Linked DNA regions of Mus musculus: regions 1, 3, 4, 5, 6 and 7 are each linked to region 2. A link is a contact called in public capture Hi-C and promoter capture Hi-C data. All regions are on one chromosome and are shown on one strand. Each heading gives the region's core, a stretch centred on a gene start, on an enhancer-like site or on the middle of the called end of the contact. The rest is flanking DNA. Distances are from core to core; before and after follow the strand shown. Region 1 holds the start of Mmp24 (matrix metallopeptidase 24). Region 2 holds the start of Dynlrb1 (dynein light chain roadblock-type 1). Region 3 holds the start of Uqcc1 (ubiquinol-cytochrome c reductase complex assembly factor 1). Region 4 holds the start of Cep250 (centrosomal protein 250). Region 5 holds the start of E2f1 (E2F transcription factor 1). Region 6 holds the start of Chmp4b (charged multivesicular body protein 4B). Region 7 holds the start of Eif6 (eukaryotic translation initiation factor 6).

What was found. Promoter capture Hi-C pulls out the DNA fragments that hold promoters and counts their contacts. Capture Hi-C pulls out chosen DNA fragments and counts their contacts.
Region 1: a promoter capture Hi-C map of hippocampal neurons shows a contact between it and region 2, with 2.3 times the contacts expected there. The contact joins the promoter of Mmp24 here to the promoter of Dynlrb1 in region 2. A contact is called at or near these places in 7 of 39 promoter capture datasets (the HPC-7 cell line, HPC-7-derived erythroid cells, embryonic stem cells and 4 more), 2 of 484 Hi-C or Micro-C datasets (both in cortical neurons), 6 of 115 datasets of contacts at active chromatin or transcription factors (the 230-238 cell line, astrocytes, embryonic forebrain and 2 more) and 1 of 9 other capture datasets (embryonic stem cells).
Region 3: a promoter capture Hi-C map of adipose tissue shows a contact between it and region 2. The contact joins the promoter of Uqcc1 here to the promoter of Dynlrb1 in region 2. A contact is called at or near these places in 2 of 115 datasets of contacts at active chromatin or transcription factors (bone marrow-derived macrophages and embryonic forebrain) and 1 of 9 other capture datasets (adipose tissue).
Region 4: a contact with region 2 is called in a promoter capture Hi-C map of adipose tissue, with 2.5 times the contacts expected there. The contact joins the promoter of Cep250 here to the promoter of Dynlrb1 in region 2. A contact is called at or near these places in 1 of 39 promoter capture datasets (liver) and 2 of 9 other capture datasets (adipose tissue and liver).
Region 5: a contact with region 2 is called in a promoter capture Hi-C map of erythroid cells, with 10 times the contacts expected there. The contact joins the promoter of E2f1 here to the promoter of Dynlrb1 in region 2.
Region 6: a contact with region 2 is called in a promoter capture Hi-C map of liver, with 2.7 times the contacts expected there. The contact joins the promoter of Chmp4b here to the promoter of Dynlrb1 in region 2. A contact is called at or near these places in 10 of 39 promoter capture datasets (the C10 cell line, cranial neural crest, frontonasal cranial neural crest and 6 more) and 2 of 115 datasets of contacts at active chromatin or transcription factors (large pre-B cells and memory CD8 T cells).
Region 7: a contact with region 2 is called in a capture Hi-C map of macrophages, with 3 times the contacts expected there. The contact joins the promoter of Eif6 here to the promoter of Dynlrb1 in region 2. A contact is called at or near these places in 1 of 115 datasets of contacts at active chromatin or transcription factors (memory CD8 T cells) and 2 of 9 other capture datasets (adipose tissue and macrophages).

Annotation. Positions count from the first base shown.
Region 1 is chr2:155,774,039-155,777,178 of GRCm38.p6, reverse strand. It overlaps Mmp24 (matrix metallopeptidase 24), which reads right to left and starts at 1,837. Exons shown (of 9, transcript NM_010808.4): 1 at 1,542-1,837. The coding sequence starts at 1,706.
Region 2 is chr2:155,235,229-155,238,372 of GRCm38.p6, reverse strand. It overlaps Dynlrb1 (dynein light chain roadblock-type 1), which reads right to left and starts at 1,840. Exons shown (of 4, transcript NM_025947.3): 1 at 1,756-1,840. The coding sequence starts at 1,758. It overlaps Gm52565 (a long non-coding RNA gene), which reads left to right and starts at 1,870. Exons shown (of 2, transcript XR_003954076.1): 1 at 1,870-1,965.
Region 3 is chr2:155,929,046-155,931,807 of GRCm38.p6, reverse strand. It overlaps Uqcc1 (ubiquinol-cytochrome c reductase complex assembly factor 1), which reads left to right and starts at 1,498. Exons shown (of 10, transcript NM_018888.4): 1 at 1,498-1,795. The coding sequence starts at 1,772.
Region 4 is chr2:155,954,974-155,957,981 of GRCm38.p6, reverse strand. It overlaps Cep250 (centrosomal protein 250), which reads right to left and starts at 1,424. Exons shown (of 33, transcript NM_001130000.1): 1 at 1,325-1,424.
Region 5 is chr2:154,568,444-154,571,191 of GRCm38.p6, reverse strand. E2f1 (E2F transcription factor 1) reads left to right here and starts at 1,300. Exons shown (of 7, transcript NM_007891.5): 1 at 1,300-1,703. The coding sequence starts at 1,458.
Region 6 is chr2:154,655,411-154,658,482 of GRCm38.p6, reverse strand. Chmp4b (charged multivesicular body protein 4B) reads right to left here and starts at 1,457. Exons shown (of 5, transcript NM_029362.3): 1 at 1,112-1,457. The coding sequence starts at 1,301.
Region 7 is chr2:155,825,460-155,828,257 of GRCm38.p6, reverse strand. Eif6 (eukaryotic translation initiation factor 6) reads left to right here and starts at 1,333. Exons shown (of 6, transcript NM_010579.2): 1 at 1,333-1,931; 2 at 2,048-2,133. The coding sequence starts at 1,825.

The DNA of each region.
Region 1 (3,140 bases), core at 588-3,087, 540 kb before region 2:
CAAATCCTGACACATCTAAGCAAACTGTATTCTCCTAATGTGCAAAATACCACAGACATAAAAAGGTCTCCAAATTGAGCTCATTCAGCTCCATCTTCAGAGATGGTGAGAGATCAAAGTCACAAAGCCGCCAGGGGTAAGATCAGGTGAGAGCCCACACATACTAAACCCCAGGGCAGACCCTTCTGCTTCACCCTGCACACACTCAGGAAGTCTGGAAGAATCCTGCTTTTGCTACGGTGAAAAGCCATGAACCACGTCACTTTGATAGAGCTAAAAGCACAAACTAGAGAAAGTTTTCATTGAAAGTCAGCTAATGATTATAAACCCTGAAGAGGCAGACTATTAGCTCGGCAAAGGATTCTTTCACACATCCTAAATTTTCTTTAAACATGTCATCTTTGGAGAGGCTGAGGAAATCGGGAGCTTCCCTTCTAGAAAAACACACATTTTTCACATATAAACACAAATTAGCAGAAAATTTCAGAGAATTTATGATCCCTTGAGTCCCTTGCCCAGTTAAAAACTGCTGTTCTGGCAGATTCTTCTAAACAGCCTGTCTACTTAACAAACACACTTCTCTCGGGATAATTCAGGCAATCACCAATTTCCTCCAGCAACGTTAACACTGGTTCAACATTATTTTTTTTTTTTTTTTTTAGAATTGCAGGCTTCTAGGCTGGGAGACAGCAACAAAATTAGTACAACTGTCCCGGACCTTATACGACATAATGTCCTGGCTTAAACATGAAACAGACTAGAGTCAAACCACTAGCTCTGTGACCTTGAGCGAATTGCTTAAGCTCTCAGGGTCTCTATCCTCATCTGTAAAATGGGGACAGGTGCTACAACAAGCTCACAGGATACATGCTGGGGTTAAATAAGCTAATTCCTATCAAACATAGCGCCAAGTCTGGCCCATAGTGCACGGTTGTTATTATGCATGTATCCATGCAGGCATTATGCATGCATCCATCCAATCCCCTCTTGGAGCTCCTACTTGCACATGCCAGTGATGAGCAGCTCACCGCCTCCTGGGCTGGCTGAGCACCTCCAATTGTTAAAAACTTCCTGCCTTGGGCCGAAATGTGCCTTCTTGTAATCCCCCACCCCCCACGGTCCGTTGGCCTCAGCTCTGCCCGGTGGGGCCACGCTGATCTCGCCTATCCCGACGGCCCTTCAGCTACCAAGACCGCGATCCGGTCCTTCCTCGCCCTCTTCCCTCCCCCTTCTCCAGCTCCAACATCCTCGGCTTCTCCTCCAGCCCACAACACACTGGCTGCGCTTACTATTTACTCCGAGGCGTACGGTTTCCCTCACACACAGCCTTGCAGGCCACACGCCCCACCGTCACCGCGGCCACCTCGACCCTCCGCTCCGCCCCCGCCCGCTGCCTCTGTCCGCGGTGCTGAACGGAGCCCGGCCCGCGGGCCCCGCCCGGCCCTCGCGCTGACCCGGCGCCAGGCACCCCGAACCAGGCCCGGTCGGTGCCGCCCCCTGCCCAGCCCCGGCCCCGGCCTCGACCCCGCGCGCCTGCCCACCTGCCCAGCGAAGGGCGCGTCCGCCCCGGCCGGCTTCCCGGCCCCCGCCGCCGCCGCGAGGCAGCAGAGCGCGGGCAGCAGCGGCAGCAGCCGCCCCGGGGCCCGCCAGCCGCTCCAGCGCGAGGCCTGGCCCGGCGCAGCGCGGCCGCCCCGGCTCCTCGGCATCCCGGCGGCGGGGGCCCGGCCGCCCGGCTGCGATGGCGGCGGCGGCGGCGGCGGCTCCGGCCGGGTCCTCCCGCTGCAGCCGCTGCGGAGCCGCCGAGTCACGGCGCCGCGGACGCGCGCCTGGCCCGCCTGCCGCCGCCGCCTCGGCCGCCGCGCGCCCCCGCCTCCGCGCGCCCCGCCCCGGCGAGGGGCGGCCGGGGGCGCGGGGGCAGCGCCCGAACGGGACCTGCGGGAGGCGGCAGCGGCGGGGCTGCGGGAGGCGCTCGCTCCAGGCCCCGGGTGCAAAGAGGGCAACCCTGAGGGAGGGTGAAGAGGCCAGATAAATAATTCTGGCCCTAGGGCGGCTGGCCGGGCCCCGGGTCTGTAACCCCAGGCTAGCCCTGGGGGAGAAGGGCTGAGGCTTAACACTGGAGAAAAGGGGTCTGGGGAGACCGCCGGGTTTGGAAGAAAACGAGCTCAAAAATGCTTGACATCGGAGAAAGGGTTTCGGGGGCTTAAGAGGGGTGGTGCTGAGAACCAAGAAGAGCAAACCTGGGCAGTGCTTCACTGGGGTCGGGAGACCCCTCTGGGAAGTTCGCTCCTTTACCCCTCAGAGGGAGAGGGATCACCCACCCCCTGAATGTCCCACATTTGTGGAACACCTTCTATGGAACACCAGCAGTGCCCTGGGCTTCTGGGGCTACTAAAGTGAAAAGGGAGGCTCCTGGGCCAAGGTGTAGAAGGTTACACCTAGTGAGAAACCGTAAGCACTGAGACAAACAGGATACCAAGTATCAGAAAGGATTCCAGGGGTCCCGGCTTAGGGAGGCCGGAGGTAGGTATGTAGGAGACAGTGGGGCTCTACCAATGCTCTGGAGGAAAGGCTGGAATTAAACAAGGGGGAGGGTCGGGGCAGTGTGTGTGTGTGTGTGTGGTGTCTGTGGGTCCCTATGGGGTGACTACAGAGATCTACAGAGATAATGTGTACGTTGTGGTTGTTTGGTAGTTTGGAGGTGTGGAACAGGGACATACACAGACCTGTGTGCAAGCACTGGCTCATCTCCGTTTTATAAAATGTTGCCCTCACTACTCCTGTGTACCGTCGTGCCTCAGAATTTAATAAGTGTTCCGTGTTAGTCCTCTCCCAAGGCAGAGCATGATGAGAGCCTCCATAAAAGGACACACAGATCCCAACACCAGCTACTAGTTATTGAATGCCTACTACATCCCAGGCATCGGGCTAAGCCCGTCACTGAATTATTCCTCCCGAAGTCCTGTGAGAAGCTCCGTGAAAACAGGTTGTTATCGTAAACCACTTTAGGATAAAGAGGAGGCTCTGGATAAGTTTGCCAAACATACATGATTCATAAGGGTGCAGCTGGAGTGCTCTGGCCTCAAAGCACATCTTGTCTGCTAGGATGGTAAAGGATGAGGTGACAAAGGACATGAAAGGAG
Region 2 (3,144 bases), core at 591-3,090:
ATGCAGACCACAACAAAAACAGAATAAGAACACCATACACAATGTACCTATGTAGTTGCCTCTAGCTCAGTGATCCTTAACCCTCCCAATCTGTGACCCTTTAATATGGTTCCTCATGTTGTAGTGACCCCCAGCCACGAAATTATTTCACTGTTACTTCATAACTCTAAGTATCTGATATGTGATCCCTGTGTGCTGAGACCCACAGGTTGATAACCACTGTCTAGGTGATGCCAGTCTGTTTCCTTCTCAGTTGCTTAGTTTTCTGGGACTAAAAAAAGTAATTAAAAGCACTGGATATTCTTCCATATAGGAGTGAATTTGACTCCCAGCACTTATATGGTGGCTCACAGGCATCAGTAAATCCAGTCCCCATCTGATGCCTCTCCAGGCACATTATACATAGACATGTATTCACTAAGCAGCAGGCTGCAGCTGTCAAAATGGCTGCACCTCTGCTCCTGCCTCAGCCTATAGCCCTCACTGGAGCTGCCTCAGCCATCAGGAGGTACCCCTGGTACCATGTCCTCTCTGGCCTCCCCAAACATCTCAACAGTGATGGCAGCTGCCTGCAGTTGGGAAGGCCTTCCCATCCTAGCTCAATGGTCCTGATGAAGGAAAAGGGGGGCAAAAAAACCCCACCAATGCCTGGACAGGAAAACCTACCAATCCCAGAGCTCCCCCAAATCCCAACCAATTCTCACTCTGGAAATCTCTGCCCTGAGAAGCTCTGCCACCTAAGAAATCCTACTTAAGACTTCTTCTTTGTTTGGTGTCCTGCTGCCCACTTCCCAGAGCAGAGACAGCCACCCCAGGATTCATCCCTCCACACCCTGGATTTGTCCCTGCAATGAGACTCCTGAACTACCCGGCTCAGCTGGGGATACCCTCCCTGCTGTTGAGGAGACTTCCTCTCAGAGTTGTGTGCTTCCTGGCCCCGTGTCTCAGTATGCCCTTCCATGGGACACCTTCTCCCCTCAGAGCTGTGTGGTTCCTGGGCTTCCGTGGAGTGCCCACGAAACCCTTCTTTAGCAGCAGGAACACTTAACAATACATACAAGCAAAACACTACTTATATACATAAAATATTTAACTTTAAAAACAAAAATAGCTTGGGCGTTTTATATCCTAAGCTGCCCTCCAACTTCAAATCCTTTTGCTTTTGCCTTCGCCTTCCCAGAGCTGGAATTGCAAGCGTGCATCCGTTGTAAATAAAATTCTGAGGTTTGGTTTAACGACGGAAAAGGCCTTATAAATTCTGTACACTTGTGAGGGTTGAAAGCACCACCCTGACCCCCGTGGGGTGGACCTCGCCGGTACCTGACCCCAACGCCAAACTGAACCCACAGGCAGCAGTCAAGCCTGCAGAGTTCGAATCCCGGGGATCGCTGCCTTAGGATTCCAAGTGTGAAGATGGCCCTAATGGCCGTACCTACTTCCCAGAGCGGAGGAGGAAAGGCCATGCACGTAAGCGCTTACGCCCAGGGTGCCTGCCATATGCCGGACTTCAGAAAACGTCGCAGCCCGGCCGGGGTCTCCCAACACTGACCAAAAAGCAAAACTGTACTCGAGCCGGAGGGCGGGCCTCCGGGGCGACCCCTCACAGACCAGCTTCCGGTCGCTCCGCCTCGGCTGGGACTAAAGGCCCGCATCCCCGGGTCCCGCGGGGCGACGCCCAACGACCAGAACCCCTACCGGGGGATGGTCACGCCGGGTGGCCGCAGCCCGCTACCGCCGCCTTGGGTGGACACTCACCATCTCGGACGGATCCTGCAGCTCCGAATCGCCAACACTTAGCCGCGTTCCCCGCCCTTCTGAGCCTGCGCACAGTCCTTTGTGGAGACGGACAGATCGAGCAGCCTATCAGGAGCCAGCAGTGATGGGCGGGCTGACGGGAGTCAACGAAGCAAGGACTCAACCCTTTGGGAAAGAAGGAAGCTGCTGTGGAGAATTTCCTCTCCATCGGTGAGGACGAGTTGTCATGTCTTGGCGTGTTTTCAGTATTCAATCCAGGTCCCTGGGCTGAGGCCAACTGTTGCTGAACTAATTCCCTTTGGCCCAGATTGAGGCAGAGAGCAGGAACCTAAATGAGCTGAGGACATGGGCAGCCCCGAGGTTGGGCATCTCATGAACAAGCTCTGGGATGAATTAGTCAAGGCTGTCCTGGGCGTGTAAGATGTGGGGTCGCGAGCTCCACCGCATGCCTGTGTTTCTTGAAAGAAACTTTTTTTTTTTTTTTTTTTTTTTTACTTCTTTGCCCTGCCAGTTTCTCACCTCTTTAGAGGACCAGTTCTCCCAAAGACCTGTCTTGTCCTCTGGTCATTGTGTACTCTTGCAGGCTATGAAAAATATCCGGGTTTCTAGCAGAAAACCTAGCTTAAAACACTGGCATGTAACGAACCTTTGTCGCAGGAAAGTCGCATAGCTTACTTCAATAGCCTCACTGTGTGATTGGCACCTCCACTTTCTTCACGAACGTTTCTTCCCGCAATGGGACTTGCTGACACCAAGCCTGATGATCTGCTTCCAGAGTTTCATGGCAAGTACCTTTTCCTCAGTGAGGTTTGCATTAAGAGTGCAGCAGGCATCACTAAATCAGACCAAGGATAACGGTATCTGTATTGATGTCCTGTGCACCTAGTATGATGGACTAAGGGAACATGACCTCCCTGGCATTTGCCACTAAAATCCAATCTTAAGAAAATTAAACCCATATTGAGGGATATTCTCTAAGGCAATCGTCTTCAACCCTCCTAATACTCTGATTTTTATTTATTTATTTATTTATTTATTTTTGTTTTTCGAGACAGGGTTTCTCTGTATAGCCCTGGCTGTCCTGGACCTCACTTTGTAGACCAGGCTGGCCTCGAACTCAGAAATCCACCTGCCTCTGCCTCCGGAGTGCTGTGATTAAAGGCGTGCGCCACCACGCCCGGCATACTCTGACCTTTTAATTCAGTTCCTCAGGTTGTGGTGACCCCCAACCATACAATGATTTCGTAGCTACTTCATGACTAATTTTGTTACTGTTATGAGTTGTAATATAAATATCTGATATTCAGGATATCTGATATGCTACCCCAAAGGGGTCATGACCCACCCACATGTTGAGAACCACTGCTCCATGGCATTGAACAGCACTCT
Region 3 (2,762 bases), core at 249-2,748, 690 kb before region 2:
GCAGTCAGTGCTCCTAACCACTGAGCCATCTTTCTAGCCCAGAGCATGTTTTTTTTTTTTTTTTTTTTTTTCTTTTCTTTTTTTTAGGCAGAACCCATTTCCTGGCATTTCCTCAGCAGCTGCAGGGGTCCCTCACATAAGCAAGCAGTTTAACAGAAGCTGGGGTAAGCAGTTAGCTGGAGGGGGAGGTTGGCACAAGCAGGAGCCAAGACAGGTTAACTAGGGCATCCTGACCTTGGGTTCCTAGAATAGAGTTGGGTAATTTCCCACAGGAGTCTCCATCAAGGAGATCAAATTCTAATTAAACCTGAAATGGCCTCAGCAAGAATACAAGACGGAGGAATTGCTCCATTGTCTTACTCTGTCACAAGGTTAATTTAGTCATTTCACACGCAAACATTTAAAAACCAGAAACTCGATAAATATACAGAATTTTGCCAGGTGTGGTAGCAGTTGGGAGACAGAGGCAAACCAAACCAAACCAAACCAAAATTGAGAGGCTGGACATAGTATCATAGGCACTCAGGAGATGAATGCATTTCAAGGCTAGCCTCAGCTACATAGAGCCTGAGGTCAGCCTGGGCTACATCAAATTTTATTTAAAAGGGAGAAAGAAGGGGGCAAAAGATCACCCTGAATCCCACTTTACCTCTCAGTTTCTCCTATAGGCTTTATCCTGCTAAGCTGGCCAAGTAATCACCCATATTGTTTTTATTAGCTATTTATTGTTTCCTTCATATCAGGTGTTTTTTTGTTTGGTTGGTTTTTTTGTTTTTGTTTTTTTACGAGTTGTCTGCCCAGACCTACGCTACCGGTACTTGCCCCACTAACTCACAAGCTCCTCAGCGTTGTCCACACCTTTTTGGTATCCAGTGCAGGCTAAATGAACACTGAATACTCAGTAGGTCTTTATTGACTGGTGGACAGGAAGTGCTTCAGCCTCTAAGCTCTGGCTCCTGGTCAGTCACTGAAGCAGCAATGTCTTCTCTTGTCCACTTCTCATGGGATGTAAGCGTTCTTTGACTGAGACAATCTACTTGCCCATTGCCACAGACAACTCCTCGCATCCTTCTTTCTCCTCAATTACTAATTTTGCTTTGTTTGTTTGTTTGTTTTGTTTTGGAGCCAAGGGTTTCTCCTGGCTGTCCTGGAACTCACTCTGTGGACAAGGCTGTCTTCTAACTCAGAGATCAGCCTGTCTGTGCCTCTTGAGTACTGGGGTTAAAGGCGTGTGCCACAATGCTTGGCCTTCCTTTACTAAGTCTTTCCTATCAGTCAGTATTCAAAGATGTGTTACAGCCAAGCACGAGCCTCAAGCTCCTCTTCTGTCGAGCGTCAGGTCAGTACTTGACCACCTCCTTTTCTGGCTTTCCAGGACTGTGCCCTTAGGTTCTCAGACTCCCAGGCCTCTTTTTTAACTATTGGGAAGTCTGAGCCTTGTGGTCTCCTGGGGGCGGAGTCAGGAAAGAAATGGCTGTTAGGGGTTAACGGAAGGATGAGAGGGATGTGAGAGGCCAGGCCGGGGTGTGTGTAGAGGAAGAACGTGAGCCCTTGTGACGCGCAGCAGCGACTTAAGACCGGCGAGGAGTCTCGCGTCCTGGAACCTCATTCAGATCCACGGCAGGAAAACCGCGGGTGCGCAGTTGCGAAAACTACGCCTGCGCCGCCTCCAGAGCCTGACTACCTTTAGCAAGGGGACAGCGGCTGAGTGGGTGGTGACAATCGGGATTCCGGAAGCCCACCTTTCACCCGGAAATGATTGTGGAGGAACATGGCGTTGCTGGTGCGAGTCCTTGTGAGTGCAGGAGTACTTTTCTAGAGACGCACGCGCGTCTCCAGGTTGGGCTTGGAGAGGGCGGGGCGGGAGGAGCTGGGGAGAAATGGGGGAGCCTGTGCTGTAGCTCCTTTGCGTGGTCGCCTTTCCCCAGGGAAACTGAAGCACCTTTCCACTTCTCCTTACCCCTGTTTTGGCCTTGACTCCACCTTTTTAGAAGGTAGTGGCCTCGGATCTTTATGTAATGAGGATCGTTCTTCAGGATAAAAACACGTGGGGCACTGACTGGAATAGGGGGTTGCGGGGAAGACCGGGGGAGGTGGGTCCAGTCCATGACTGTCACTGTGCAGTGTGACCTTGAGTAAGATACTGGATGGTCCCTGGTCCATGTGAAAAATAAGGACATTTCTCTGTTACAGGCCCCTTTGGATTCTGAGGTTTAGTTTGTTGTAGAAACTTTAAATGAATTTTTACTTGTATAGTTCAGTGGAATGCACAAGTTATTAGAGCAAAAGCTGCAGGAGAAACTGCCCCGTGGCTTTCTCTTTGCCCAGCGTATTTGGCCCAACCTAACACTTGTTGAATGAAGGAAGGAAAGACTTCTAGACTGGTTCTAAGTCTCGTGGGGAGCTCTGTTCAATTCCCACCTGAGATTTGGTCTTAAATCCTCTGGTCTTAAATCCTCTTTAGAGTCACTACTGACTTCTAGGACGGGTTAAGAAAATGACAGAGTGGAATTGGTCCCTACTCATGAAGACATGGGCAGTTTGTAATTTAAGTCAGGCATTTACAGAACTTGGTCAAGGGCACTGTTTTACATAGCAGACATTACTCCTGCCTCTGGCTGTCTTTTGCGTTGTCCATGTGTTTTGCATCAGTTCACTCTGCATTCTACTTAGATTCCTTGCCATCCTGGCAGACTGCTTCTTCAGTTGCTGCTCAAGAGGTTTTGTTTGAGAGGCATGTGCCTGTTACCCAGAGAGTGGTT
Region 4 (3,008 bases), core at 175-2,674, 720 kb before region 2:
AGCATGGTTCCACAGGTAAGGAGTTGGCCTAATGATTCTAACCCACACGAAGGCTAAAGACATCTCCACAACGTCCTCTATAGCCTTCACGTGTCCACCAGGCGCAACTGGTTAGTAGCAAAGCGGAAATCAAAGTCTAATTCAATTCCAAATTCTATTCTCATTTCATTAGCTGCCAAAATCAAAAAATATAAAACTCACAGCACTGCAGAGCATTTCCTAAGGGGAATGAATTAATGACATCCACACCTGAAGCTTTCTGAGGTAATTTGAGCAAAATGTGACAATATGTTCCTGCAGCACAGGGTGTAGATGTACCAGTAAGACAGTGCAGAGCTGGCCTTGATTTTTGTTAAGAAAACTATCGATTTGGTAATATTATCAATCCTACTTCATAAGCTTTCTCAGGGCCCAGCCTAGACTCACAGGCCTGAAATCTCAACACTGACTGGCTGCATAAGACGCTGGGTTAAAAAAAAAAGCAGCCCTTTTATTGAAACGTGAGTTGCAACCCTGACCTCCATATCTTACAGGCTAACGTATAAACAGCAAACTAAAGGCAATCTAGTTAAGTCATAATATTCGTAGGGGGTTCTAGCTCATTGTGAAACTTGATTTATAAGTGCTTGTTTCTTCGTGCATAAAACGTGAATATACAGAACGCACACCATAGATCGCTGCATGGATTAAAGGGGCCTTTGTAGGTAATGCATTTAATAGAGCTGTCATCTTTCGACTATTCAGTAACTTTTTTTTAGTTACTAGTAGTCATCATAGGGCATAAGAGTTGAAAAAAAAGGACATGATTTCTAACAAGCCCAGAACAAGAAAGAGTGGCAGAACACTGACTTGGGCAAAGTTCGCAAAAGGCAAGAATCTGATCAGTTGAGCCTGGAGCAGGCCTCAAGAAAGATTTTTAAAGAAGTGATCTTTGAGTTCTGAAAAATCAAAGTTCTGATAATGGGGCAGTGGGCTGAGAGCGGACTTTCAGGGGAAGATCACATGCAAAGCCGTATGAGCACAGGGCGCTGCAAAACTCCCGGGTGCACGGAGCGTGATCCGCAGGGCGCGCAGCATCTCATCCCGTCAGCTCCGGGCTACGACAGTGGGCCACCCGAGTGTGAGGTTCTCTGGGCGGCGGCTGCAGCAGGAAACTGAGGCAGGCAGGCCCCGACCACTGGGACAGGTCCCAGCCCCTCTCTGGGCCCGGGGTGCCTCCCGGGATACAGGAAGCCGCTGTCCAGGCGACATCCCCGCGGGCGCCCAGGCCCTGGACCTCGGACCGTTACGCTCAGCGCCTCCCGCCTGCCCCTGCCCACCTCACCAGAGTCGGTTCCCGGGGATCCCGAAGCGCTCCGCAGCTACCGAGGCCGCTGCAGCAACCTGCAGGCCCGGCCTGGGGCCGCCCTCAGTCTGGAGGCCAGGCCCCGCCCGTCAAACTCCCGCCCTTTCGTGGGGAACCGCCCAGCCCAGTCCAGCCGAGCGCCGGGAATGAGTGCGCCGCTGCAAACCTCTCGCCATATTAAGTACTGGCAGCCAACTTACTAGAGAAGCCCAAAAGGAAAGGGGGGGATATAGTGAGACCAAGGTCGCTCTCCAAAAGTAAAGACAGTCACCGTCTCTGAATTCTAGCACTGAACGTTCTGAGGTGGAGAAGAAACACTCGCCCGTAAGCTCCCGCCTGTGGCTTCAGAGTTAAGTACTGCGCATGCGTGTAGCCAAGGTCTCGGTGCACCTGCGCACTGTCTCACCAACAAAGCCAAGTACAGTAACTGGGTGAAAGCACCTAGCTCCAGTTAAATCTGGGCAAACGAATGTCTCAGCTTTAGATCTTTACTGATCCTCCACGCAGCCCCAGGAAACAGAACATTCGCAAACAACTGTGTCGTTGGCTACTTTGTCCGGTTATGACTACCGCTACTTGACTGCGTTCCGCTAGGAACGGGGAGTTATTTTGATAATATATTGTACAATCATTATTGACGCATTTTCTTAGCATTGATTTTTTTCATTTATTTATTTATTTATTTTGGTTTTTCGAGTCAGGGTTTCTCTGTGTAGCCCTGGCTGTCCTGGAACTCACTCTGTAGACCAGGCTGGCCTCAAACTCAGAGATCCGCCCGCCTCTGCCTCCCAAGTGCTGGGATTAAAGGCGTGCGCCACCACTGCCCGGCTTTTCTTTCTCTTTCTCTCTTTCTCTCTTTCTCTCTTTCTCTCTTTCTCTCTTTCTCTCTTTCTTTCTTTCTTTCTTTCTTTCTTTCTTTCTTTCTTTCTTTCTTTCTTTCTTCCTTCCTTCCTTCCTTCCTTCCTTCCTCCCTCCCTCCCTCCCTCCCTCCCTCCCTCCCTCCCTCCCTTCCTTCTTCCCCTTCTTTCTTTCTTTCTTCCTCCCTCCCTCCCTCCTTTCTTTCTTCCTCCCTCCCTCCCTCCCTTCTTTCTTTCTTTCTTTCTTTCTTTCTTTCTTTCTTTCTTTCTTTCTTTCTTTCTTTCTTTCTTTCTTTCTTTTGTGTGTGTGTGAATTTTTTATTCATTTATATTAGTACACTGTAGCTGTCTTCAGACACACCAGAAGAGGGCGTCCGATCCCATTACAGATGGTTGTGAGCACCATGAGGTTGCTGAGAATTGAACTCAGGACCTCTGGAAAAGCAGTCACTGCTATATAACCCCTGAGCCATCTCTCCAGGCCAGCATTAAATTTTTATTTGATTCCCAGTTGGTTATAATTTTAGTAGAGACAAAACAAACAAATAAGCAAAAACAAAGAAATGAATCATCTCAGTATATACCAAGACACGAGGTGGGACTTGACACTTCGATTCAATTCCTGAAGACTCAGTAGACCAAAGGTGAAGCCAGGAATCTGCATTCTTGCAAATACCCCAGATGATTATGCACTATGGGAACTACACGAGACAGAGTCCTTCTTGGGCATCTGTGACTCTAGCACACAGTACAAGGCCATCTGATACAAAACAGATGCCCAGAAGTGTTGAGTGAACTAATTAATG
Region 5 (2,748 bases), core at 51-2,550, 670 kb after region 2:
GAACATCACAGCCCCCTTATTGCGTCCTTGCTCACCTCTGCCCTCAGCCTCCAATTCTCTCATACCCAGAAAGGGCCTGAGAAGCAGCCCCTGCTAAGCCAGCTCAGAGTAATGTGGTCAGAGTTGGGGCCAAGATTAAGTAGCATGAAGCATGGAGAAAGTAACCCGGCTTGAGAGCTCCCTGTAGCTTACACTGGACCTGGGGACTTGAATATTGTCAGCTACTTACTCTCTTCTTGTGGTCATCTCCCCCACCCCCAAGGACAGGAAGTTTGTGGGTCTTGTTAAACCTTTCATGTTTCTATTCCCAGTATTGGCAAGATGCCTAGTAGAGAGGACCACAATGCTGATCAGACGGGCTGACCCCAGCAATCAGAAATGCTGATGGAGGACCTCTGGATTAAAGGCACCACCATACGCACCCTCCTCGCCCCTGCACCTCCCTATGAGAGGAGATACTTTAATGGACCAATCTCTTCACATTGCAAACATCTGCTGCTTCTGTGTTTCCTTTTTTTCCTTTTCACTAAGTCATGAGTCAAGGTCTGGACTGAGGATGGGACAGTGAACGCTCTCAGGCGTTTTTTTTTTTTTGAGATCAGGGTCTCACTGTGTAGTTCTGGATGACCTGAACTGGGAAGATCCGCCTGCCTCTGCCTCCCAAGTGCTGGGATTAAAGGCAGGCGCCATTGTGGAGTGACCAAATGAATGAACGCTAACTGGGCTCTGGCTACGAAAGAAATTTCAGTAAAAAGACACTGAGATCAAAGCCACACATCCCTTACTCATTTCCTGGCTCCCCTCTTGGGCTTGGCTTCTGGGTGACAGGATAGGGAAGAAAGCATGATGTGAACTAATGGAATAAATGGATCTTAAGACCGGAGATGTGGCTGAAGCGAGCTTTGGAGGTGAGCCTGAAGAGGCAGTCTCTGGGCTGTAAACTGAGGGGGTGGAGACCACAGGTTGAGAGTTTAGGGGGTCATGTGGAGACTGCGGGACGTGCAGAACCGAGTACGAAGTTTGTTCGCTTCGCCAGACCCGCCACCCATCGAGTGGGCGGTGAAGGGGCGGGGCCCATTGCCCACGCCTCCTGCAGGGCACGGCGAGAGGCAGAGGGGAGAAGGCGCCCGGCACCGCCCGGACAAAGCCTGCGCGCGCCCCGCCCCGGGATTGGCCACCCCGCCCCTGGTCCCACCCTCCGTCTCCTGCCCCGCACGCCGCAACCAATGCTCGCCATCGGAGCCTCCGTCGTCACAGCCGCCCCGGCCAATGGAGGAGGCGTTCGGCGGCGCGTGGCTCTTTCGCGGCAAAAAGGATTTGGCGCGTAAAAGTGGCCCGGACTTTGCAGGCAGCGGCGGCCGGGGCGGAGCGGGATCGAGCCCTCGCCGCGGCCTGCCAGTCATGGGCCCGCGCCGCCGCCGCCGCCTGCCTCCCGGGCCACGCGGGCCGTGAGCGCCATGGCCGTAGCCCCCGCGGGCGGCCAGCACGCGCCAGCGCTGGAGGCCCTGCTCGGGGCGGGCGCGTTGCGGCTGCTCGACTCCTCGCAGATCGTCATCATCTCCACCGCGCCCGATGTCGGCGCCCCGCAGCTCCCCGCCGCGCCGCCCACTGGCCCTCGCGATTCTGACGTGCTGCTCTTCGCCACGCCGCAGGCGCCCCGACCCGCGCCTAGTGCACCGCGCCCGGCTCTCGGCCGCCCGCCGGTACGGACCCTAGGCGCGGGCGGGGGAGGGGACGGGCTGCTGCGCTGGGCGGCGCGGAGCCTGGGCTGGGCCTCGGGGCTCCGCCCCGGGGCGCGCATTGACTGACTGCCTTGCCTGTCTGTTTGCTGAGCCTCGCTCCGGGCCTCGGCGTCTTCACCGGAGCGTCGGAACCATTAATGATTGTGTCTCACGTGTATCCAGCTGGTGCTTGCTTAGTGCACGCTCAGGCTTTGGCACCAAATTCCCAATTCTGGTGTGAGCTGGGTGTTGTCACGTGCCCATCTGCCAGAGGGAGGAACTGAGGCCCAGAGATGGGGAAGTGCTTCACGCAGCTGCAGATGGTGGGGCTGATATTTGAACTGATGTCTGCTGGCTTGCTGCAGAACCTATGGCTAGGGAGTGCGCACAGTTGCTTGTTGGAGGTGAGAGAGGGTGACTGTTAGAGACATCTTCGGGAGATCCTCCTTAGTAGCTCTGCCAGGTGCAGGCCTGGCCTTCCAGGCCTCTGGGGATAGGCCTCTTGATTGGGAGGCCTTCTCTGCAGGGGCGGGGTGCTGGGCCAGCTGCTGCAACCCTTCCTTTGCCTGTTCTTCCATCTGCCACCCTTCCAGCTCCTGGTTGCCATGGAACTTTATTAATCAGGCGGACAGACCTCTGAGCCTCTGGAAGACTGGGTGGGCTGGGCCCCTGAGAAGGGGCCTCCAGTTCCTGGAGAGAGAAGACGTGGGAGGGAGATCCCTGGATAAAAGTCTCTTCCTGATTCTAAGCAAGTAGCTCAAGACCACTTTAGGCAGGGGGCCTAGAAAAGGCAGCTGGGTACGAGGAGAGTGGAACTTGGATCTAAGCAGGGGCCAGCTCCGTGAGTGGGCCACTATCTTCATTGTAGGGGTGGAGTGGACAGGAGGGGCGAGGGCAAGGCCCAGTATCAGAGAAGAAGCTGTTCAACTCCTGATGGGGGTGTGGGTGGCAGCTGGTCCCTGAGGCATCTTAGAGTAGGCCCCTTACTCCCCTTGGCACAGCGCCCAGTGCTGCCTTCCTTCCGGAA
Region 6 (3,072 bases), core at 208-2,707, 580 kb after region 2:
TAAGCCCCTACTAGTACTGGATATTATAAACACTCTTAGGAGGATAAATCCACTAAAGGTCACAGTCCCGGAAGAAATTTCCCTGGTAACCTTCTGGGTTAAATACTTGTTTGCATGATTCCTAAGCCAGCCCCCCCCCCCCACCTCTCTCTATCTCTCAACTTCGGCCCACTCTCAAGGGGTGACCTGTCACGCTATGATTCATGCTCACATTGTTGTAACAAAAACACACATGAGCATTTTGACTTTCTTTACAGTCATTCACACATTTTCACATCCATCTCACTGAAGAAAACTACAAGGTACTTCCTAGACAGTTTCGATTCCTAGACAGGAAGCAAAGAAGCTTTCAAGTTCCAATCAACAACAGGACTGGGTCAACAGAGGCAGAGTCCTCGTCATTTCTGGTTCAGGAGGAACGGGGAAGTGGTGAGTCACAAGAGGGTAAGGCTTACAACACGGAAGCTCTGAGAATCACAGGGTTATCGACATCTTAGGTCTTCCAGTGGCCAGCTCCTAGCCGGTGGATGTGGAACTCAAAACTTAACAAGTACACTCAACAAGTGAACAGACAGAGCGGGTCCCAGAGGGTCTCTTCACTCCCCAGTTCTCTTTTTTCTCCATAAAGGAAGCTTCTCAAGAAGACTCCTAAGTCAGGGGCAGAAGGCAGCTCAGACGTCACCAAGGGCTCAGGAGAGGACAGAGGTGGACCAAGAAACACATAAATGATAGGGTGGGGCAAAGAAATGAACCAAGGTGGGGGTAGAGGCAGTGGCTGGGAAGATGGGTGAGGCCAAAGAGAAAAGAATACAATGGAACAGAGTGGAACAGACTGAGCAAAGTTAAAGTGCTGTGAGATCTGGGTCAGAAGAGGCCTGCCAGGGTAGGGAGAGTTTGAAGGGAGTCTGATGATGCAAGTGAACCGGCTCAAGGAGACCCAGAAGGAGTCAGATGGAAAGGGATCCCCGGCTCGGCTGGACAACGAAAGAAGTCTGGCCGGAGAGTTCCAGAGTCGAGAGAGACCCCGAAACGAGTTAGACAAAGTGGAGTCCGGGCCTGGGGAGCCTTAGGAGAGCCAGTGGAGAGTCTGATGGGGCCCCAGCCGTCTCACCGCGTTTATTTTTGGTGCCGTGCTTCTTGGCAGCCGTCAGCTCCTGTTCGATTTTCTTCTCCAGGAACTCCTGCTTCTTGCTTAACATCTCCTCCGTGTCCCGAAGCCGCTGGATGGCCTCCTGGGGGGTCGGGCCGCCCTTGCCCGCCTTACCCCCTCCAGCCCCGAACAGCTTCCCGAACACCGACATGGTTGCTGCTCGCCGCGCCGGCCTCCGGCGCCCACTCCGGCTCGGCTCGGCTCGGCTCGGCTCGGCTCCCGCGCCCACTCCCGGCCTGCCGCTCCCCGCAGCCGCAGGCCTCGCCTCCACCTCCGCCCCGCAGCTGGGCCCGGCCGCGCCACCTCCCACAGGCCCCCACGCCCGGGCCCGGCCGGCGTCAGGGCAACGCGCCGCTGACTACAGCTCCCAGAGCACCACGCGCCCGCAGCCCCTCGAGTCTAAGGGAGGACCGCGCGCTGCAAGCCGGGAGTCTGAGTTTTCCGGCTCCTGGCGTACTATGGCGCATCTTTTTAGTCTCGCAGAGGTCAAAGGGCAATGTGGCATGCTGGAAAATGTAGTCTCTTTGGAATGTGTTCCGTAGAGATGAAAGACCAGGAAGAGAAGAAATAACTATTACAAAAAGAGGGGTTCGTTGTGCTGGTCCGTGATAGAACCCTGGACCTAATTCACAGCACGGGAAGTAATAGTGATAACAACATCACTCATTTTCTATGATCTCTGGAACATAGTACTTTACAATCATAATCACATTTGATTCTTAAAGCAGTTTACAACAGATAATGCTGTTCCTATTTTGTGTGTCTGTTTTGGAACCAGACTTTCATGTAGCCTAAGCTGGCCTTGAAGTTCCTAAGGATCAGAGGCTGGCCTGTCTCTGCCTCTGAAGTGTTGGATCTGTGCTGTTCCTAATTTATATGTCAGTGAATCAAGCCCAGGAAACTGGCTGTCTAACTAGCTTACTTTACCAGACCGGTCAGTTCTCTCTACTTGGATGAGCTGTCATTCTCTTTATTCACCTAAGAGACCTTCTGAAACCTAAAATAGACTAACCACCTTGGCAGTGTAATTCAACAGCAAAGCTTCAAAATCAGCCTCGAATATTCATTTAGATACTTACTTCCTCTTGCTTTCCAAAGCTGTAAATTTGAAATTGTCACAAGTCCTCTTAAAAGAGTTTGTAAGTGAGATAGGAATATAAAGGGCCCAGCTGACTACAGGCACTCAAATAAAGATGTGTGTTTTAAACAGGACTTGGCAATTCATGCCTATAATCTCACATCTTTTGAAAGGCTGAGATAAGAGGGCTGCCATGTGGTGGCACATGCCTTTAATCCCAGAGGCAAAGGCAGAGGCAGGTAGATTTCTGAGTTATAGGCCAGCCTAGTCTACAGACTGAGTTCCAGGACAGCCAGGGCTATACAGAGAAACCCTGACTTGAAAAAACCTCCTGAATGTAATTGTATTTCTGGCACTGAAAAAAAAAAAAGAAAGAAAGAAAGAAAGAAAGAAAGAAAGAAAGAAAAAGAAAAAACCTCCTGTCTGTTTGAGTTCTGACCTGCTTTCATGATGATCAATGATATGGAAGTATAAGCTCAGTAAACCATTTCCTCCCCGAGTTGCTTTGGTCACAATAATAGTAAGACACTCTAGGAGTATAGAAAGTCATGTTTGGGGGGATTATATTAGAAAACTCAAATTTAACTTAAATACTCTTACCACACAATTGGCATCCGTCTCTGGGGAAGAATTTGAACCTACATTGGGACTCTTGGTTTTGTTGTTGTTGTTTTTTGGTTTTTTCGAGACAGGGTTTCTCTGTATAGCCCTGGCCATCTTGGAGCTCACTTTGTAGACCAGGCTGGCCTCGAACTCAGAAATCCGCCTGCCTCTGCGGGACTCTTGTTTTTAAAAGGGTGCTGAAAGCCAGGGGCAGTGTCTGTCTATAGTGGCTGACACAGGA
Region 7 (2,798 bases), core at 84-2,583, 590 kb before region 2:
CAGTACACAGAGAACAATGACTAGGTACACCCATAGATGCATAGAGCGAGTATACAGAGCTCTCTGATTAACTCAAAAATAAAACTTCTGTTGCAGGTACATAATCAATATGGTCTGCCTAAATGAATGGCCACAGAAAATTCAAGCTTCTAGTACACACTGCAGAGCCCCCCTGAGACTCAGAAACTATAAATACACATATGACTCTTCATCCTAACTCTGCACCAAGCTGTGCTCACAACCTCACCCTGAACATTCCCTAGAGCCGAAAGGCTACTTAGATGCAGATTCTGAGGGCTGAAGCTTAAAAGCACAAACCTCAGAGAACAAGACAGATGTATTAGATGAAAACTGTATTAGGGACAGAGGGTCATGGAGATAGTAGAGCGATCGACAAAGCTTATCAGAGAGAGGCTGACTTGGAGGCTGGTCTTGAAGGACAGGGGGAGAGCCAGGTGGAGGAGAGTTAAGAGTTCTTGGTAGAGTAAGCCAGAGAGTGGTGTGGGGCTCAATGAGCGGATCTGGGGTGAGCTGGGGGAGATAAGCAGAGCACGTAGTTGAACACTTAGACACAAACACACAGACCACCTTGCTGAATGTCTCTGGAAGCTCGGGCTGCAGCTGGTCATGGGTCTTTCTCCTGAACTTAGCACCTGCAGGAGACTGTGCATGGTACTAATCAATAAAGGCAATTGTGGCTAGACCCCGTAGCAATCTGATGTGTTCTCGGTTATGGGACTGTATGATGGGGCTGGGGAAAGGGCGCCGCGCCATTTATGCCCCTTTCAGATCAGATCTTCTTGGAGAAGAATGAATGGCATAAGACAGTCTGCGGTAAGTGATTCTCTGCTCCTTTTACCTTCCACTGTGGCATTCTGAGACACCCTGGGGACTTTTGTATATTCTACACTAGTTGAGACAAGTTTATTCTATGAAAATGGGCCATACCACTATCCCCAGGGCTGCTGATGGGGTGATAAACTGCGTGATAAACACATCAAGGAAGCAAGTCAGCTCTCAGATCTTTGCTTACCCTAGAACCCTTTCTCCTCCAATCTCTCCGTAACACATTTCCCCGTCTCCATTGTCTTCTTCAGCCTATGGTTCTTATGCCTCCTCCAACCACTTTATCCTGGTCTCTTGGTTGATCTCTATGCCAAATTTCAATCTTCAACCCTTGACCCTTGCCACTGGTCCAGATTCCCACTTCCGTCCGCGTGGCCGGGGTGTGATTATCCTCTTTCTCAAATCCGCCCTTTTCCCGTCCTTACTCGGTAAATAAAGCCCTCCAATCAATCCAGCTCCAACCAGACAACACCGGTTCCTCATTTCCTCATCTTTTCATTTGCCCAGCCTCAGGTTTGATTGATTATTCCTTCTAAAAAGACCCACTAGGAGGTGAAGCCAAAAACCTAAAGCAAGAAAACGTGCAGGAGGCGGGGTCGGGCGGAGTCACCTAGTAACCATCGAGTCCTCCCAAAGGGTGGGGCTAGAGTGACCAGCAGCTCCGCCCGGCTCCTGCGCGCTCCCGGAAGCGGGCCTGGGAGGAGGCGGAAACGGAAAGCTAGTTACGGGAGAAGTTGTTGCAGCGTGTAGACATTGGAGTCGCTTGGTGAGCTGTTGGGACTCTGGGCGGCAAAAGTCAGTTCCGGGTCGCAGGGCGAGAGGACTTGGGGCAGGAGAGCCAGGAGGGATCCGTCCGCACGCCCGGGCATCTGAGGGGCCCGAGAGGGCGGGGTTTGAGGAGGCGAGGCTGGTTGACCCGGCTCCGGAGTGGATCTGTCGGCCCAGAACCCGCAGTCGTGCTGCCCCCCAGCCTCTCTCATGGCGGTCAGAGCGTCGTTCGAGAACAACTGTGAGGTCGGTTGTTTTGCCAAACTCACAAACGCCTACTGCCTGGTGGCCATCGGAGGCTCAGAGAACTTCTATAGGTGAGGCGAGAGCTTCTGGTCCCGAGCCGCCGGGGCGGGAAGGGAAGGGAGGCGGAGAGCGAGAGGTCTGAAAAGAGCGACCCACCCCAGTAAGCAGCGAATCCGTGTTTCTACAGTGTGTTCGAGGGTGAGCTCTCCGATGCCATTCCCGTGGTGCACGCATCCATCGCCGGCTGCCGAATCATCGGGCGCATGTGTGTGGGTAAGGCGGGTGGAAGACGCCGAGGGACACAGCGAAGCACTCTGAGTCATTAGTTTCCTGGAGCTTACCCCCAGTGATCGGGGGATTCCCAGGCTTTCGGGCCCAGTGGACTTTGGAATCTGACGGGTGTGTGGGACTCGAACTGCAGATCAAGAACACTGTCTCTCAGACTTGAGAGTAGCCGGAGCGAAATACCATTAAGTGCTGGCTATCATTCTTGGTCTCGTTTTTCCTTCACAGGGATACTGGAAAGCATGGGTTGTCGCTCGGAACTATGTGACTTACAGAGTCCCACACCTAAGGGCGGAGGAGAGGATTTGCATCTCTCTCCTGCCTCTGAATATGAACAAGTTGCTTCTTGTTTTTGAGCATCAGTTTCTCCCTCAGGAAATAACTAAGGTCCCAGGTCACCCTGTTCAGCTGCATTTAATTCTTACAATTTCTTTTTTTGTTTGTTTTTTTTTTGTTTTTTTCGAGACAGGGTTTCTCTGTATGGCCCTGGCTGTCCTGGAACTCACTTTGTAGACCAGGCTGGCCTTGAACTCAGAAATCCGCCTGCGTCTGCCTCCTGAGTGCTGGGATTAAAGGCGTGCGCCATCACACCAGGCTAATTCTTACAATTTCTAACTACAACTCGAGTGTTGAGTGGCTCCCGACTTTTCCTT